Linked DNA regions of Mus musculus: regions 1 and 3 are each linked to region 2. The links are chromatin contacts, called in public HiCAR-type and HiChIP or PLAC-seq maps. All regions are on one chromosome and are shown on one strand. The core of a region is the stretch at or near the end of the contact, and the rest is flanking DNA. Distances in the headings are between cores, read along the strand shown.

Region 1 (2,978 bases), core at 5-2,504, 320 kb before region 2:
TACCAACACCGCATGGGCTCACACTCAAATCAAACAAATGATGTGAAATTCCATGGTTTTTGCTGCGTCTCCCTATCAGGCTGAAAACCACAGATCTGAAATGACTGCAAACTTCCCAGAAAAGGGTGAAGGGACCTTTCCTGAGAGGCCTCTGTCTCTGCAAGGCTTCCTAGCACAGAGGCAGAACAGCAGATGGCACTCTGGTCTTGGGTTTTCAGGGCCAACTGGGTCACTACAAGTAGCAGTAATTGATCTCCTAAAAAGCTTTGTATTGCATGAAAGCCCACTCAATGACAAAAGTTACAATCACTTTAAAATTTAAAAGAAAAAAGAAAATTAGATAAAACAGACATTTTACCATCTTAACAAACAGAACTTGCTAAAATACAAAAAGGTAAAAGGTCTAGTAAAAAAAAAAAAACTTACTAAACATGGAATGCTTCCATTGTACATGAAGATGCAATGGTTTTAACTGCCTCTAATCCAATGGTCAGGCAAGCTCTCTATCTGATAAGGATCACCATGCACACAGAGATGCTGTAAGCTGCACAACAGATGGAAGTCTCTCAAGATCTTGCTGTGTTAGAGCAACTCTGTAGCTCTAATCAGGTACTGGTTCAGGCCAGTATTGCAAAGTAACTGCTGCGAATGACTTTGCTGCAGTCCACACATAACTAAATCTGGGAAATGCTGGATTTAGGGGCATTTTGCTATTTGTGGTGGTTTGAATGAGAATGGCCCCCACAGGTACATATACTTAAATGCTTAGCCATAAGGAGTGCCACTATCTGAGAAGGATTAGAAGCTGTGGCCTTGTTGGAACAGGTGTGACTTGTTGGAGGAAGTGCATCATTGGGGATTGGCTTTAAAGTTTAAAAAAAAAAAAACCCATGCCAAACCTTGTCCCTCTCTCTTGTCTCTTGGCCTGCAAATCAAAAAGTAGCTCACGGGGACTGTTCTAGAGCCCTGAGTGCAGCCATGCTTACTGTCATGCTGCTAAGGAACTAAACTTCTGAAACTGTAGCCCCGTTAAATGCTTTCTTGTAAGAGTTGCCTTGATCATACTGAATAAGACATCATCTCTGCTGGCACTGAAAAGTGGTGGAGTGTCCTGAACATTCTTCAAGACACCCCCAACAAAACTAAACAACACAGGGATCCAATTCTGAGATAAGAGACATAAGACACATGCCCTTCAATAGAGAGCAGCTCCAGGAAGCCTGCTTGATTTACAGAACTATACCAAGAACTTTCAACCACAATCTTGGCAGGTTTTCTCTCAAGGATTGATGGTGACAATTTCTACTTATCCACATAGTCTAGGTATCTAGAATGAGCAACCCTAGAACTCACACCTTCCAGAATTGAATTACAGAAAAGAAAGAAAAAAAAGCTAATTAAAAAACAAAAACGTATTCTAAGGAGCTCTTCTTAGCTAGCATACTTAAGCTTTCTGCCTAAAGGAAGAAAAATGGCTTTTACTGAAAGCCTTTTACTCAGAAAGAGTACTTCCCCCTTCTGCTCCAAGTCACAAGTCTCATAAATGCCAGGCAGTCGATCTACCACAGCTGTTGGTCCATCCAGCAGCCAGCTGCTTTCCCAGCCTCCCAATCCCTTTAGCTTCCTGTTCTCTAATTCCATGTCATTCTCAGTGCCTGAGTGACAGGTAAATTTGGTGACCTACTTTGGTGTCTGAAAACAAAACTGATGAAAATGGACACTGAAGGCTTAATGGGTCCTACTGAGCCACAGGCAGTGTCCTTCACGTTCAGTATTCAGGGTGGCATCAGAACTTGCCTTCGATAGGCTAAATGAACAAGCTGGTTACCTTCCCAAGACTGTCACAAGAAATATACCTTCCTAAAGCCTCAATATTGGAGTGCAATAGGTCCTGGTGTGGTACTTTTTAACTAAGCCATTGTTTGGCTCACTTTGGTCAGTCTAAAAGGTCTACAAACCACAAAGTAAAATGGAGAATGTTAACATTACAAGACATAATACGACTTCCTAAAAATTTAACATGACTGTGTAACAGCAAATTGGTCACTAACTTATAAAGCTAGTGCTTAAGTATGTACTCTATTTCAAATGTCACTTAAAGGCATTAAAGTGTTAAGAGGACCTCGTTTACATACTATAGCACATCTGTGTATCACCAACCCCTTTTTAAAATGTGCACCCTTAGCCCTTATATAGATACCATTCCCTCATAGTAAAAACCCCTATGCAGGCAGAGGAAGGCTTGTAAGAAGCTCATGACATATGCAGCTCTCCAAGGGTTGTAACAGCAGCAAACACTTGCTGGGGAAGAAAACTTTGGTAGACATGTCTGTAGTGTCTAGCTAAAGCCAATAATGTGGCTGTCACGAGTTACCACTCTGGGGAGTCTTCCAGTGATACAGCTACTTCTGAATCTTCTATAGCCCTCCAGCTCATCCTTTACCCACACACACTCCTAGAAGTGACCTTAGAAGCTCCCCGAGGTCAGCAAGACAGCCTCAGGTGGAACCATTTCTTAGGTCTGTAGTCAGTGTCCTATCTGGGATTTATAGAGGGCTGTTCATGTCTCCCCACAAGATATTACTCTATAGCTCTCATGTCTTGTGTCTCTGAAACTTTCTGTCTAGCCACAAGTGATTCTAATTCATCTCAAAACAAGAGTCCTTCCTTCCACATGTCACATGTTAAAGTGACAATCACAAACACCATTAGAGTTCATTGAGCTCTATTCTAAATCTCACCAATCTTTCAACACAAAAGTCCTGTTAATCATCTGAAGCTAAATACAATGAATATAAGAAAAAAATGTTATTTTTATTTTTTTTAAAGATAGGGTCTCCCTGTATAGTAGCCCTGCCTATCCTAGAAGTTCTTACATAGACCAGGCTAATCTTAAAGTCGCAGTTATCCACCCGTCTCTATCTCCTGAGTGCTAGGATTAAAGCTGTGCATTGCAACAGGTGGCCCAGCACTGCTCT
Region 2 (2,792 bases), core at 112-2,611:
GATCTCTGAGTTCAAAACCAGCCTGGTCTAGATGGTAAGTTCCAAGTCAACCAAGTCTACCTTGTCTCAAAAACAAAACCAAAACCAAAACCCACAGCAAGCAAGGTAGAGATGCCTTAAAGACATTTAAGCTTCAAGCTCTCTGGGCTAGGAGCTGGCTCAGCTGCATGTGCCACAAAGCTAAAGACCCCAGTTCCTTCTCTGGGACAACAAGGTAGGTGTGATGGTTTGTATATGCTTGACCCAGGGAGTGAGAGTGTCACTATTGTTGGAGTAGGTGTGTCACTGTGGGCTTTATTACCCTCCTCCTAGCTGCCTGGAAGCCAGTCTTCTCCTAGTGGCCTCCAGATGAAGCTCAGAACCAGCTCCTCCTGCACCATGCCTGCCTGGACACTGCCATGCTCCTGCTTTGATGATACTGGACTGAACCTCTGAACCGTAAGCCAGGCCCAACTGAATGTCAGTATAAGAGCTGCCTTGGTCATGGCATCTGTTCACAACAGTAAAAGCCTAACTAAGACAGTAGAAGAGAGCTAATCCCACAACTAATCCTTTGATCTTCATATATGGGCTCCCACACAGACATAAAGTAAATAAATTTAAATTTTTTAAAAAATTAAAGCCGAGCAGTGGTGGCGCACACCTTTGATCCCAGCACTTGGGAGGCAGAGGCAGGTAGATTTCTGAGTTCAAGGCCAACCTGGTCTACAAATTAAGTCCCAGGACAGCCAGGGCTACACAGAGAAACCCTGTCTCGAAAAAGAAAAAAAAAAAATTTAAAAGACCTTCACTTATAAAACAAAACATTCTCAGATGAGACAGGAAGATTACTTAAGCCCAGGAGTTCAAGATAGTTCAGGGTAGTATAGTGGGACCTCATTCCAAAACAAAAGAAAATATTTTGTCTAGTAAGTTTTGTTTTGGTGTTTGTGTTTGTTTGTTTGTTTGTTTTGCCAGACATGTTGGGTTACACCTGGAATCCTAGCCCTTGAGAGGTCGAGGGAGGAAGTGAGCTTTGACTATACACAGAGACTCAAAAACAACAATAATAAAACAAAAAGACCTACAAGTTTTCTGTTTGGTTAATCTCCACCTATAAAAGGCATTGCTTTTCAACATGTTCTTTCTCAAATGTATAAGATCTCCTTTATCTTCCTTTTTTGAATTTCTGTTTCTGTACAAACAAGAACTGTTGGCCAGAGGTGGTCTAGAGAGTTGTCGAGTTGCTGTGGAAGAGATGCTTGGCCTTCTTGGTACAAATCGATTTGCCTGAGCATGATTATTTCCCTGTCTGGTACTGCACTATGCTGATGCTCAGATGACTCACTGTCATTGGAAGATCTCTGTAGACTGTAGGCATCTCTAACTAGGAATGGCATTAGTCATCATCCCCAGTGACCAATGGAGAGTACACAGAGTACACAAGACATCCTACAGCAGCATCTAATATGACTGACTAAGTGACATTAAAACTCAAGGCTCAGAGACTTAGATCATAGCTAGCCCATATATCCATCCCTTATCCAAACAGTGAACACACAGTGTGTCTAGGACAAACAGTGAACACACAGTGTGTCTAGGACAAACAGTGAGCACACAGTGTGTCCAGGACAGGGGTGCTTAAGGTACAGAGGATCGATGGTAACAAGGGACAAGTCTTCACATTTACAGTTTTGAGCAGAAGTCAGCCAAGAACAGATGATCATCACAGTGAGGTTTTCAACACTGAAACAATTGATATGACAGGGATACCCAGGGACTGTTGGGACTCCTAAGAAAGAAAACCCCCTTTTCACAGAAATGACATCTAGACTGACTCATGGTGGAAAAGAGAAGCCAAGAGCAAGATTGGGTTTGAAGAAGACAGCAAGAAAGGGTGTTACAGAGAGAACAGTTTCTACAAAGGTCTAGAACAAAAAGGGTTCTTAGGGGAAATGAAGTATTTTAGTTTTACTGGAAAATACTTCTGAACTTACAAAAGAACCAAAGTAATCCAGTGAAACGGTTTAAGGTAAAGGCACCCTGCCACCAAATTGATCACCTGAGTTTGACCCTCAGGACCAAGAGGAGGTCCTCAGGTGGCAAGAGGAAAGAGATTTCCTCTCAAGCCCAGGAGACTTGAGGGAAGTGGTCTTCACTAAGGAGACACACTGGCTAAGCTGGGTCTTGGGGTGGAAGGGGTTGACAAAAGGTTATGCCAGCCTGATGGCATGTGTCTGCACTTGGGACACACACACACACACACACACACACACACACACACAGATATGAAAAAAATGAGAACTGAACTACAGCTACACATACTGGCACACACCAACAATTGCAATCCTAGCACTCAAAAGCTGAAGCAGGAGGACTGAGTTCAATGTCAGCCTGAGTGCTATAGGATAGAACACAGACATACAGAAGGCAAGTTAAATCATTACACAAGTTGGATACCTCAAGATCTCAGGGCTTCTTTCTAGGAAACAGCCAAAAAGGTATAGATAAGTGACTAATCTGCACCAGTATTTATCTCAAGTGCTGTTGCTGTGTGACCTTGGGCAAGTTATTGAACTTCCTTATGCTTTTACAAGGAGAATAAGCAGAACCTGTCTTAACAGATTGATCTAAGGATTAAGTGCACTCATACATTGAAAAAAGACTAAGACAGTGCTGGGCCCAGAGCAAATAAACACTCAATAAGGGGTAGCTCTTCTTAATTCTCACTTTGCCTCCCTCCTTTGATTCTCAAGTGTGTGCTGCTTAAGGCCTCCCGGCCCCACTTCATACCACAGTGATGGATGACAGGT
Region 3 (3,089 bases), core at 589-3,088, 490 kb before region 2:
AATACCAATAAAAGAAAGAAAACAGCCACGCTCATGTACAAGCTGAGGCCCCATGCTGTATTAAGGACATTGAGTTTCCTGCTGACTAGCCTTCATTTTTCTTCAGACACACTTCTCCCGTACCTCACAAATAAGAAGTGGACAGGAGGGGAAATGCTGAGAAGGAAAAAGCCACAGTGTTTCTAGGCTACATTTCTGCTTATGTTTTATTTAGTTCACTTTCAAGGTAGCCCTCAAATAAGGCCCCTCACTCTGTTCCACTGATCTTGAGTGCTTCTAAATTTCACTGGGCCTAGTATTTACCAAGTGGACCAAGAAAACCACTTGACTGGTGCTGAGAAGACTGCTCAGTGGGTAGAATGCTTGTCGTGTAGACATCCCCGGCACCTATGCAAATGCTGGGCAGGGTAGAACATGCCTGTAACTTCAGTGATTGGGGTGGCAGTGGCGATCAGCAGATCCTAGGGGCTTGCTGGAGAGCCAGTATAGTTGAAACTGTGAGTTCAGGTTCAATGAGAGACCTTCATTGTATAAACCAAACAGGACAGGACAGGACAGGACAGAAGAGCAGCAGAGGAAGAGACCCAGCATCAACCTTGGCATCCATTATAAACACGCATAGGTGACTGCACCTGCACACACACACACACACACACACACAGAGAGAGAGAGAGAGAGAGAGAGAGAGAATGATGAAATGCACAGAATTGGAGCCAGACTGCTGTGTTCAAATCCTCACTGTACCACTTCCTGTGATTTTTAATTGCTCAGCTTCTCAGTCTCTTGGTTCCCTATCTGTAAAGTGGGGATAAAGACTGTACCTATCTCAAAGGGCTGTTCTGGTAACTAAGGAGTTAATATGTGTAGCATTCATCACAGGCTAAACACTGCATTAAGTATCTTCTTTTAGCTTAGTCAAATTGTGATGAATGTCTCCAGCATGCTCACTATACATTTTCTAGGACACTCGTATCTGTGGTGTGTGTTACTAACTTAGATCTATGTTTGTCTTCAACAAATAGAGTGAGGGTGGATGCGTGACCTTTTGGTGGGTGGCTAAACTCTCAGTTGTTTGCCAGGCTGTGACAAAGAGCAGAGGTTTCCCAAGGATATACTATAACCTCCATCAATTGGTCCTAGGTGAATTACGGAAAGTCTAATTCCCTCCTAAACCACAGGTTTACTATCAGCATCGGATGAGTGACGTTTGCAGCGGTGGAAACATCCCTGACCTTTGGTGAAGTCTGCCCCTTGCTCAGAAGCTGCGATGCCCTGAGTAAATCTGTGTACAGCAATACTTTCTTCCCTTCCTCACGTAGGCCTAGGAGGGGCAGAGGGAAAGAGAACCAGCTTGTGGGAGAGAGATAGTCAAGTACTTGTGAAATTGCTAATGACTGACAGCCAGGGACGGTGACAGTGCAGACAGAGGCTGAAGAGACCCTTCCTATCATAAGAGAACACTCATGCAAAACTAAACCCAGCTTTAAAAAAATTCTAAGTCATGAAAAATGAGGAAACACATGGTTTCTGTTGTTTTGTCTACAGAACTGAATGGCTGAGATACGTTTTTATTTTGCAATAAAAATAGATTTGGTAAGTTCTAACTTAAGGACTGACAGAATGAACTACATTGAAAAAAATCTCCATAAAAGATGGGGTTCCTCCATCTGGGAAGAAGACCAGGGTATCACTAGAAATCAAATAAAATCAACACCAATGAAGTCTATTTCCAGCCCATGAAAAAAGAATCTAGAAAGGAAAGTCCAGATCTCCTGTTTACCCAGCTGTCTGTACAAAGTGAATTATTCATGATTCAGGGTGAATAATAAGCCTATGCAAATATTTGTTGCATTCTCCATTCTGAAGGAGCAGCAGGAAATGAAGTCACTATAAAATGAGTTAGTTAACTCTTGCTCTTTGAAATAAAGTGAGAAAATTGCCACCGATGCTTACTTATATACGTCCCTCCTCTCAAAGAAAAATTTTTTTCCCTCGGAGGCTTCTGTCCTGTTGGAAATAACAAAGTGAAGCCTCTGGTGTACTGTGACCTTTCTACGGTTTCCTTAGGAACTACTTATGAAAGGTTTTGTTTTTTCTCAACGTCGAGGGTTAAGAAGCTCACAGCAGTTCTGTAAGGGGAAACCTTAACGGACAAGTTTCCGAGTACTTGCCACTTACTGTAAAGTCTTACCTGCAAACTTCAGTTACAGGTTTTTGATAAAGGGAATATTACAATAATACTGATACCCAGCAGCTTTTAGCTGTTTTTATCTTTTCACTACAGAGTTGGCTGGACAGTTTCCGTCAGAACTGCCAGACTAACAATTTAGAGTAGTGGTTCTCAACCTTCCTAAGGCTGTGACAGTTCCTCATGTTGTGGTGACCCGTAACCATAAAATTATTTTCATTGCTGCTTCATAACTGTAATTTTGCTACTGCTATGAATCACAATGTAAATATCTGATATGCAGGGTAGCTGATATCTGACACCCAGTAAAAGGGTAGTTTGAGAACTGCTGACTTAGCATTTAGACCTGTGTTAGCATTTACGCAGCCTGTCCACTGGTGTACCGCAGCCTGTCCACTGGTGTACCGCAGCCTGTCCACTGGTGTACTGCATCCTGTCCACTGGTGTACCGGCAGCTGTTACTCTTTTGTTACTTCAGTACCTTTCATACTGTGCCACCACCATAGGCTGCCCCATCACCCCAATCCTATTTTTAAAATATATTTTATTTCATATCTGAGACAAAGCTTTACTGTATATACCAGGCTGGCCTTGAACTCATGATTCCCCTATCTCAAGCTCCAGATGTGAGCCATAAAGGCTCAGTTTATCACAACCTCTTAAGGTGGTAAGCTAAAGTATGATGGCTGTTCTATATGATACACTTACGAATGAATTTTACCAATAAAAACAGTTGCACCTTGAGTCTTGTCCTGAAGCTGACATGATTCAGAGTGTGGGCTTGTTTCAGTGAAACAGACTAGGTTCAAAGCAACCTCACTTTTGCTCAGCAGTGGTCTCTGGAGGAGAAGCAGAGAGCTGGTTGAGATTCTTGTGGATCAGGCTGTCTAGAATTGCTCAC

Evidence for each region. HiCAR-type assays count read pairs that join an accessible place to other places. HiChIP or PLAC-seq counts read pairs in DNA pulled down with a chosen protein or histone mark.
Region 1: a BATF HiChIP or PLAC-seq map of CD8 T cells shows a contact between it and region 2, with 7 read pairs. The contact joins two enhancer-like sites. A contact is called at or near these places in 19 of 484 Hi-C or Micro-C datasets (LSK cells, the N1E-115 cell line, Th1 cells and 13 more), 6 of 115 datasets of contacts at active chromatin or transcription factors (CD8 T cells, the NIH/3T3 cell line, Th17 cells and 3 more) and 4 of 9 other capture datasets (adipose tissue, embryonic stem cells, liver and 1 more).
Region 3: a HiCAR-type map of Th17 cells shows a contact between it and region 2, with 5 times the contacts expected there. The contact joins two enhancer-like sites. A contact is called at or near these places in 5 of 39 promoter capture datasets (the HPC-7 cell line, cranial neural crest, maxillary cranial neural crest and 2 more), 2 of 484 Hi-C or Micro-C datasets (Th1 cells and bone marrow-derived macrophages) and 1 of 115 datasets of contacts at active chromatin or transcription factors (Th17 cells).

The regions. Positions count from the first base shown.
Region 1 is chr11:4,500,852-4,503,829 of GRCm38.p6, forward strand. The region is part of intron 8 of Mtmr3 (myotubularin related protein 3); the gene reads right to left. Among named protein-coding and RNA genes, the nearest start is that of Hormad2, 61 kb to the left of the region's middle. Within about 2 kb of position 1,255, at least 8 of the 459 cell types and tissues checked have an H3K27ac peak or open chromatin away from gene starts, as enhancers often do. A contact at or near this core is called in CD8 T cells, Th17 cells and regulatory T cells, where this site is marked.
Region 2 is chr11:4,825,005-4,827,796 of GRCm38.p6, forward strand. The region is part of intron 1 of Nf2 (neurofibromin 2); the gene reads right to left. Among named protein-coding and RNA genes, the nearest start is that of Nf2, 23 kb to the right of the region's middle. Within about 2 kb of position 1,362, at least 64 of the 459 cell types and tissues checked have an H3K27ac peak or open chromatin away from gene starts, as enhancers often do. A contact at or near this core is called in CD8 T cells, Th1 cells, Th17 cells and 2 more, where this site is marked.
Region 3 is chr11:4,334,568-4,337,656 of GRCm38.p6, forward strand. No RefSeq gene overlaps it. Among named protein-coding and RNA genes, the nearest start is that of Gm24803, 12 kb to the left of the region's middle. Within about 2 kb of position 1,839, at least 43 of the 459 cell types and tissues checked have an H3K27ac peak or open chromatin away from gene starts, as enhancers often do. A contact at or near this core is called in Th1 cells, Th17 cells and bone marrow-derived macrophages, where this site is marked.